Regions from separate parts of the Mus musculus genome. Here region 1 is linked to region 2. Evidence: chromatin contacts called from public promoter capture Hi-C data. All regions are on one chromosome and are shown on one strand. The core of a region is the stretch at or near the end of the contact, and the rest is flanking DNA. Distances in the headings are between cores, read along the strand shown. Region 1 holds the start of Snrpb (small nuclear ribonucleoprotein B). Region 2 holds the start of Ebf4 (early B cell factor 4).

Region 1 (4,257 bases), core at 370-2,869, 120 kb after region 2:
CCAGAGATCAGCCCTTGGGGAAGGTGTCCATGCAGGTGTCCACGCTGTGTGTGCTACCCACTCAGTACTCATAGGATCTCACTGCACTGGCGGGCCTACACTGCAGCACTGGTGTTCAGGTAGTTCCTGTTATCTTTTTGTTTTCGTTTCGTTTTGTTTTTGTTTTTCAAGATAGGTTTTCTCTGTGTAGCTCTGGCTGTCCTGGAACTAGCTCTGTAGAGCAGGCTGGCCTCGAACTCACAGTGATCAGCCTGTCTCTGCCTCCTGAGTGCTGGTGTTAAAGGCCACCACTGCCTGACTAAATCCCGTTTTTGTTTTTGTTGTTTTGTTTTTTCAATAATTTTCTTTTATTCACTTTATATCTGGATCATAGCCCTTGCTCCCTCTTCTATTCCCAAATCCCGCCCTTACAAATCCCCCCCCCCGCCCCCACCATTGCCTCCATCCCATACCACTGTTGGTCCCAAGGGGGATTCCAATCTCATTCAGATGGGAAACTAAATAGTCATTGGAGGTGGATGGACAGAGGGAACTGGGTAGGGGAGGAAGGGGTGAGGAAGGGAATGGGTGGGGGTGGGGGTGTGATGTGGTGGGGAGGAGTTGGGGTTTTTCTCTGGTGGCTAGCTGGAGCCTGGGGCTGGGGAGGATACCTATGGAGGTGACTCTAGCTGAGATTCCTACCAGAGGGGGATATAGAGACTGAAGTAGCCACCTCCTGTAGCCAGGCCGGACTCCGAGAGGCGGGAAGGGGACATCAATCCAAACTTCGACCCAAAATTTGTCTTGCTTAAATCCCGGTTTTTAAAGTCAATTCAAGGGTGCCAAAATACACTTGCGTTAAGTGAAAAGGATATGCATATCGTAAGCGTGCTTATGTAGAAAAAAAATTAGCATATTGTGACTTGGGGAGTTACTCCGAGTCTGGGAAGGCATGCCCTTCCAATAATAAGGGGACTACGGTTTAGTATGTCAGATAGCAATCAATATTTGAAAACAAGCAAAAAGGAAGCGCGAAGAGCCTGAGAAAGTTGCATTTTTTTTTTTTTTTCCTAGAAAGAATGGTCAGGAAAGTCCTCACCAGGACTGTCATTTCTGTTTAAATCCTGGAGGTAAGGGCATGAGGGTGTGCATATACCTGCGAGTCTAGCGCTCCTGGTGAGACAAAAGCAAATGCAAAGAGGGAAGAACATAGAGAGAAGCTAGAGAAGTGGCTTCCTAGAGTGAGTTCACAAGAGCGCTGGGTGAGAACTGGATGGGAGTGGGGTCTGGGACATCGGCGTGTAAACCAAGCACTCCAGCGGAGACTTTAGCTGGGGAGGTGTCTGTCCTCCAAGGATGTTTGCCGCCCAAGTATGGTGTACGCCAGCATCTGGTACTAAGAACGCGGTGGGTAGGAGGATCCGAAGCTCAAGACCCAGTGAGACCCGGTCTAAAGCAAAACAAAACGAGGAGGAAAACTCCAATAAAATCAACAAAGGGGGGGAAAAATCCACCCAAAACAAAACAAAACAAAACAAAACCACCACACAATCCGTCAGCTGATGCTAATGCTCCGCCCCCTAATTGCGTTCCAGAGACCGGAACTCCAGGTCCGAGGCCGGACCGGAAGTAGCTTCACTAGCGGCGGCATTTTGCAGGCAGCATTTCCGTTAGCGGCGGCGGCGGGAATCCAGCGGCTGGCTGGCTGGCGACTAGGCCTCTGTGGCAGAGAATCCGGCGGGAATCTGAGCCATCCGAGCCGCCACCATGGTGAGAAGGCGCGGGCTGGCTGTAGGGCGCTCGGGGGTGCGGAACGGGGCGGTAGCTGGCGGCGTCCGTGGGCTGGAGCCGAGCCGAGCCGCCCGTGGCGGAGGAGGTCGGGGTGGAAGCCGCTTCATCCCAGCGCCAAAGGCCTGGACTTGCCGTGAGGCTGCGACCGGGTAGAGGGGAAGGCCGACCGGGGTACAGAGGCCGATGCGCGGCCGTCAAACGTCGTGTCCCGGAGCCACGGCGGTTTCGGCCCCGCGGCCTCCGTAGCTTTAAACTTGGGCGTCAGTGTGTGCCCGGGCTTTTGGAGCTGGCGCAGGCCTCGGGCCGACCGGGCAGCGCCGGGCGAGGCGGAGGAGTAGCGGAGGTCACGGCCCGAAACCGGAGTCGAGCAGCGGAGGGAGCGGGAGGCTGGAGGAGAGGGTTTGCCAGCAGAGCGCGCGCGACCTTGCTTCTCGTATTTTGATGTTGGGCTGTGTCGGGCGCCGGGGCTGCACCCTAAAGTAAGTTCTGTCTTCACTTGGGCCAGTTTCTGGCCAGGCAGTCCTAATATAGCTACAATATAACTAATATCGCAGTGGTAGCTCAGCGTTAGGCAAAAGTAACGGCAGTGGGAGGAACGAGAACGTTTTCTCCAGGAGGTGACTCCCAAATGATTGTTTCGGGGCACCCGGCTCCCCCATGGGAGGGAGGGTTAGCAATCTGGAAAACTGAGAGAGCAAAGCAGTCGATGGCACGAACTTTCCAGGAGTCTGGTTGCTGAAGGCCCAGTCTTGCTTTATCCTGTTGGTAGTGAACGATCGCTGCAAGATTTTTCCCAGGCTTAATGAACTTAAGTTCTTAAAGGTCAGCCAGGGAAAGTGGTCTTTGCTTGAAATCTCAGTTTGTTATAATTTCTGTACTCAAAATCCTAATTTTATTTAGTTTTGGCTACAGACCACATGTAATAAATACCTCGAATCTCTCCAAAAGATTACTCTAGTTGCGTGGCTGAAGAAACCCGAGGTGCTCAAACAGGATATTGCTTTTCTTTTTTCTTTTTTTCCAAGAGTTGACTGAGGCAAGTCCTTACATAATCTTCAGCCGGAGTAGCCTATTTTACCAGTAAAAATGAATGACACTGGGTCCAATTTTGAGGATCAAATGAAATACACAATCCCTTTCAAGGGCCTGGATATACAGGGAGTATCCAATAAGGTATATTAGCTGTTACTAGGCAAAGGGACCGATGTATGCTGATCCCCGTGAACAGTTATGTAAGGGGATTAAGCAGAAAACACAATCTGGATCTTTAGGTTAGGATGGGGTAATGCTTACGGGAGTGAACAGCACTTGCAGTTCCTGGCAGAGATGATACTTGGGTGGTTGGGGGTGGCATAACGCCAGTTAGATGCGGGTGGGGGGGCATGTTTCTGAGAGAGACAGGTACTTCTGTTTACCTTGGGATGTGTAGAGGCTCCCCCTTTATTTTTGCAAAGCTATATTGGAAGCCAGGATAGAAACTGTTGTTGCCTTAATTAAAAATTAAGGATAACAAGTTATATATCAGTATTAAGTATCCAAACTAATTAACACTAGCCCAGTAAAGTTAACCCTATTACACCAAGCCCTGGAGGCATGCTAACCAGTGCTTGGTTTGAGGACTCCATTCTTGCTTCAGACTTGATTCACTTTCTGGTAATACACTTTTCCTTAAGTGGGTTTTTGGTGCCAGTCAAATTCCAGTTCTTAGTTGTTTTGATGGATTTATATGTTCATAGCTCTGAGTCTGCCATTTAGTATGGGTGGATTTGGTTAATTTGTGGACACTTACAGTCCCCCGAGACAGACACAACATAAGCAAAGCCACTATAGTCTGAGGAAGATGACTTTTTTAAGGGAAGGGAGACTAGCAGGTTACCTGGCAGAAGTCTAGGCTGAAGCTGGGCGATAGGAAGAGTCTCAGGTAAAGACTGTGTGGAAGACAGTTGGAAATTGTTGAGAGATTAGTCTGGTGGAAGACTTGGGGGAGGGCCAGAAGTGAGAGAGTGCAGAAGAGCTGAGCCTCCCTGATGCCTGTTCTCCTCACAGACGGTGGGCAAGAGCAGCAAGATGCTGCAGCACATTGACTACAGGATGAGGTGCATCCTGCAGGACGGCCGCATCTTCATCGGGACCTTCAAAGCCTTTGACAAGCACATGAACTTGATCCTGTGTGACTGTGATGAGTTCAGGAAGATCAAGTAAGGAGAGGGCTGTTGGGCGGGAGAAGGAACTGAGGAGGAAGTGGATGGGATGGGCGGGCCACATGCTAGTGCTCTTGCTCTCCTGCTTTTGATTTAAATGGGACCGTTGGCCACCAAGACATATCTTCCTTCGTCCAGCAAACCTTGCTCTCTGAGTCTAGCAAAGTGGAAGAGGTGAGGAGGGCTGCTAGGCTTTTAATTACTCTGATTTGCATGCCCCTGGGTACTGGGGTAAAGGGCTCTCATGTTCTCCCCACAGGTGTGTGAGGGGGGAGAGCTTGATTTT
Region 2 (4,407 bases), core at 1,748-4,247:
CCTATGGGATGGGTATTCATTTCCTCTTCTTTCCCTACATCCTATGCTCAGAATTTCCCTTCTTGTTAGCAGAGGCTCCCTCGCTGATCTTAGCAAGCCCTCTGAGCCTTTTCCTCTTCATCTACTTTCTTCGAAACTTTGGCATTTTTGTAAAGTTGAAGTTTTAAAACTGGAGAGGGGTAGCTGAGGGGTAACTAACTGTAGGGCAGTTGCTAGAACATACTGAAGTGAAGAGAGGTGCCTGACAGAGAAGCCTTTTGGAGCCATCTAGGTGGACTCCTTAAGCTTGTGGGCTACAGAAAGATTGATGAATGGACTGCCATCTTGGCCCTACAGGAAAGCCCCAGTTGTCAGAGCCAGGAAAACAGAGACAGGCGGCGGACTGCAGAGCCTGACCTGTAGTTTAGGTAACATTAAGAACTGTTCTCCTGGGCAGGGAGGAAACAGAAACAGAGCAGGTGCTGAAGGCGAGTTGGGGTTGCTGAAGGCTCGCTAAAGCTCTGCAGTGGGTGATGCAGTGGGCTCGCTAAAGCTCTGCAGTGGGCGTGTGATGCTAGGGGCTTCAGGACCGGTTTAAGAGAAAGCAGTTCTGGCAGACTTGTTGCCTCTTCAACATTATCAGCTATTGTCATACAGAAGCTGGGAAAGAAAGCTGGGGTCAGATTGTGACAAGCCTTGAATGCCAGGTGTCTGGGATGTGCCAGTGACAGCAGCCTATGGTAACCATCCTTAAAGTGGCGAGTCAGAGTACAGGACCAGGAGTCTGAATTATCCTGCAAGCCAGGGAGGAATGCGGTCTAGGGCTCAGAAGTGTAACTGTTAAAAGGTACCTGGGGACACTGGGATTGGCAGTAGGCATCCATAAGCTTTGCAAACCAAGTGGCTGTGGGCTGAAGGTGAGGAAGGCGCAGATCATCCACACCCAGCAGCCCTGCAGGAGCGTCAGCCAGGCAGGGAAGGACGATGAAGGGGAGGCTGGGAGATGGAGGTTTCTTGTTATGACTTGGGATGGGAAGACCTGAGCAGAGGACTGAGGGGGGAGATACACACAGGAGAAAGGACGAGCAACGTGGAAAGAGACAAAAACAAGGAGTAGCCTCCCCTCTGGAAGTGGGAAGAGAATCACCCACGGGTTTGAAAACTCTCAATCTGTGTCCTAGAATGACAGTTTCCAGACTCGGGGACAAGCAAGCTCAGGCCTGGAAAATGTTCTGTTCAAACCTCAGAAGGCGTTGGGGTTCAGTTATGTGGTCTTGGGGACTCGGAATAGACCCCACTCGAGAACCTTTCTCTGTGTAGAGACACTGTCGGTGACTAGGATTGCTGAGGCTGAAAGTCTCATGCCCAGATTTCTTGCCCCTTCACCCACTGTCAGGATATCATCTCTGGCACCCCTGCTTCCCCCTCATCTAATCTGGCAGCCCTGGGCAGGTAGAGAGAAAAGTCTGAAAGAAACAGCAACTTCCAGTCTAATACACTCAGCTATAACGTCACACGACCGCCTCAGCGGGAAAGCCATAACCAACAGAAAAGGAGGCACACACAGTTTTAAGGCTAGCACAAGACAAACCTTAAGGGGGTGGGGGAAGGGCATGGGAAGGAAATAAATATACCAACACACGGAGAGCAAGGAAATACACCAACACACGGAGAGCAAGGAAATATACCAACACATGGAGAACAGTAGTGTTAAAACATCTGTTATTGTGTTTCTATAGTCTCTAGCTAGACCGTTCTAACTAGAGACTCTAACTTACTGGAATCGGCTCATCTGGAATACCCTTTCCTGTCCAGGAGAGATCATTCAACAGAAAGCTCAGCACTCTCTCTTTGAAGACAGATGTGCAAAAATACTGCACCCCTTCGTCCAGAAAACACTCTCTGTCTAGTACTGGGTGAGGCTGGGAAGCACCACAAGTGATACCTGATCAAGTCTGGGTGTGTGGATGGGAGTGATGTGCCAGCCCTGGTCTGCTTCGACACCCTTCAGATACTGGACAGAAGCTATTTAAAACTTGAAGAGCCAGTGCCTACCCTGTCCTGGATGTCCGCAGGGACACCTACTTAGCGTGAGGCACCGTGAGCATCTGATCAGACGTATAACCTCCAGTCCATGTTGTATAATGAGAGGGAGTGTTACAGAGACCAGGTTCCAGCTGCTGCCGTGACTGAGTTAACAAGCTTTCAAAGTCCCCATCCAAATTCTGGTGTCCATTCCTTACAGAAGTCTCCTGTCTAGTCCCCTATGCCTCCCCCTGAAAAGTAACCAGAGCCGATTCTGCTAATTCCCAAGAGCTTCCAGTCTCCTTCAGGTTCTAACCAAAACCACTCAGACGGAGGAGTCCAGCCTCATTCTCAGCCCCAATCAGTTCAGCAAGGCTAACTGCCCACTGGCTAAGCCTCTCTTCAGCCCCACCCACATCTCTGGTTCTGTACACCACAGAGTTTCTTGCCTTTCTTGTTGGGTAGCCACGGAACTGGACAAGTGGAACGGTAGAGACTGCACAGGAAGAAGGGGCTGTACATCTCTAGATGACTAGTAACTGTGGGCCATGGCTCCAGGTGTGCGGGAGGAGGCGACACCACCTCCAGAACCCTGGACCCTAGTGAGCAACCCGCCCCATATCCTCAGGAAGAAGTCAAACTCACACAGGGTGAACAGGAGACTTCGTCGGGACAGTCAAGAGTTAGGACTCCCTCCACCCCTCGCTCCAGTAGCTAGGCGTGCAGGACGAAGGCGACACTAAGCGGTCCAACCAGCGTGCTAGTTCGGGTGGAGCGCTTACCTCTGCGCCGCGGTGTTGGAGTCCAGGATGCCCGCGCTCTGCATCCAGGAGCGCACCGAGCCCAGGCTGGAGGGCAGCAGCGGCTCCTCTTTCAGATGGAGCCCACCGCGGGGCAGAGCGTCCTGTGCGGGGAACATAAGGACCCGCAGTTCGTGGGCGCCCCCAACTGCCAGGGATCCCGTCCCGCCGAGGCTGTGGGCGTCTCAGCTCAGCCCGACCCGACGGCACCAGGAGCCTCCAGGAGCGCAGCGCTGCACGGAGTCCCGGCGCCTCAGTGCCGCTCGCCTCGCGGGTGCTTTCTCAGAGAAAACGGGTCCCCGGGCGCCGGCGCTGTCCCCTCCCCTCCCGGGGCGCGGGGCGGGGAGATGGAGGGATTCCCCCGCGGCCTGAGAGCCAGTGAACAGACTGAGAGCGGAGCCCGCACCGGCTCCGCACGGAGGCGCCCCAGAGGCGCGCTCTGGCGGCTGCCCAGCGCGGCGGTCGTCGGAGGGGGGGGCGAGCGCCCCGCGAGGTGCCCGCCCTCCCCCCACCCGGGTCTCTCCCCCGCCCGCCCGCGGCGCCCGCGCGGGGCGCTGATTACCATCCGAGAGGGGGAGGCTGCGGCCGTGGAGGTCGGCGGCGGCGACGGTGGTGGCCGGGGCGGCAGCAACAGCAGCAGACGCGCGTCCCGTGGAAAAGCAGGGCCGGCGCCGGGCCAGCAGACGCAGCCGCCGCCAGGCCCCCGAGTGCCCCGGCGCCCCGGGCCTGCCGCTGCCCCGGGCGGCAGCACCTGCAGCAGGAGCAGCAGCAGACCGGCCGAGTCCCCCCGGGGCCCGGTCCCCGCGCCTCCCCGCCGCGGCCGCCGCCGCCCGCCGCTCCCCGGGGCCTGGCCGCGGGCCCTGGCCATCCCGCCGCCGCCGCCGCTCCCTGGGGAGCGGGAGCCGTAGGGAGGGAGCACGGGCAAGAGGAGGGCTGTCGCAAGCGGGTGGGCCCAGGGGACTCGGGGCCAGGGGAGGCGGGGGCGGGGCGCGAGGCCGGCCGAGGGGCGGCCAGGGACGTGACATCATCGGGGGAGGAGCGGCCGGGCTGGGGCCGCGGCGGCGGGGCGGACCCTGACGAGTCCGTAGCCGGGCTGGGGGCCACGGCCTCGGTGGAGGGGCGCCGGGAAGCTGGCCCAGGCCAGGGAAGATGGGGAAAGGATGGGCTGGGGGCTGCGCGGCGAGGAAGCCCGGCCTAAGCAGGGCAGCTCGTCCACACCACGCTGGGGAATCACCACGGCCTCCCCGTCGCCACCAGACGAAGCTCCAGCATCTTTGTGGTCCCATCTTCTTCTCCTAAGTATGCGCCGCCCTCTCCTCAGCCAACGCTTGATTCTAGGAGTCGCTGCACCCTTGGTGCCACTTGACCTCGGCTTAACCTCCGCGCCTTAGCGCTTAAGGGTCTCTCACCTTGTGGTGAAGATGCGGCCCCAGGCAAGCTGAGCTACCCGAGTCCTGCACCTCCCATTCTTGTTCCTGTCCCTGGATTACCTAAACTTAAGTTTACATTCCCACCTGAGTTTTTGAGAAATCTCTTGCTTCTGAAAGCAAGTAGACGTTTCTGAAAGGCTCAGGTGAGCTGGGCTCTTAAACCTAAGTCCAGC

The links. Capture Hi-C pulls out chosen DNA fragments and counts their contacts.
Region 1: a contact with region 2 is called in a promoter capture Hi-C map of adipose tissue. The contact joins the promoter of Snrpb here to the promoter of Ebf4 in region 2. A contact is called at or near these places in 5 of 39 promoter capture datasets (cranial neural crest, embryonic stem cells, erythroid cells and 2 more), 13 of 484 Hi-C or Micro-C datasets (CD4 T cells, LSK cells, embryonic stem cells and 6 more), 9 of 115 datasets of contacts at active chromatin or transcription factors (the 230-238 cell line, embryonic stem cells, epiblast stem cells and 3 more) and 4 of 9 other capture datasets (adipose tissue, embryonic stem cells, liver and 1 more).

The regions. Positions count from the first base shown.
Region 1 is chr2:130,176,726-130,180,982 of GRCm38.p6, reverse strand. It overlaps Snrpb (small nuclear ribonucleoprotein B), which reads left to right and starts at 1,619. Exons shown (of 7, transcript NM_009225.2): 1 at 1,619-1,749; 2 at 3,817-3,968. The coding sequence starts at 1,747.
Region 2 is chr2:130,294,529-130,298,935 of GRCm38.p6, reverse strand. Ebf4 (early B cell factor 4) reads right to left here and starts at 2,997. Exons shown (of 17, transcript NM_001110513.1): 1 at 2,787-2,997. The coding sequence starts at 2,923.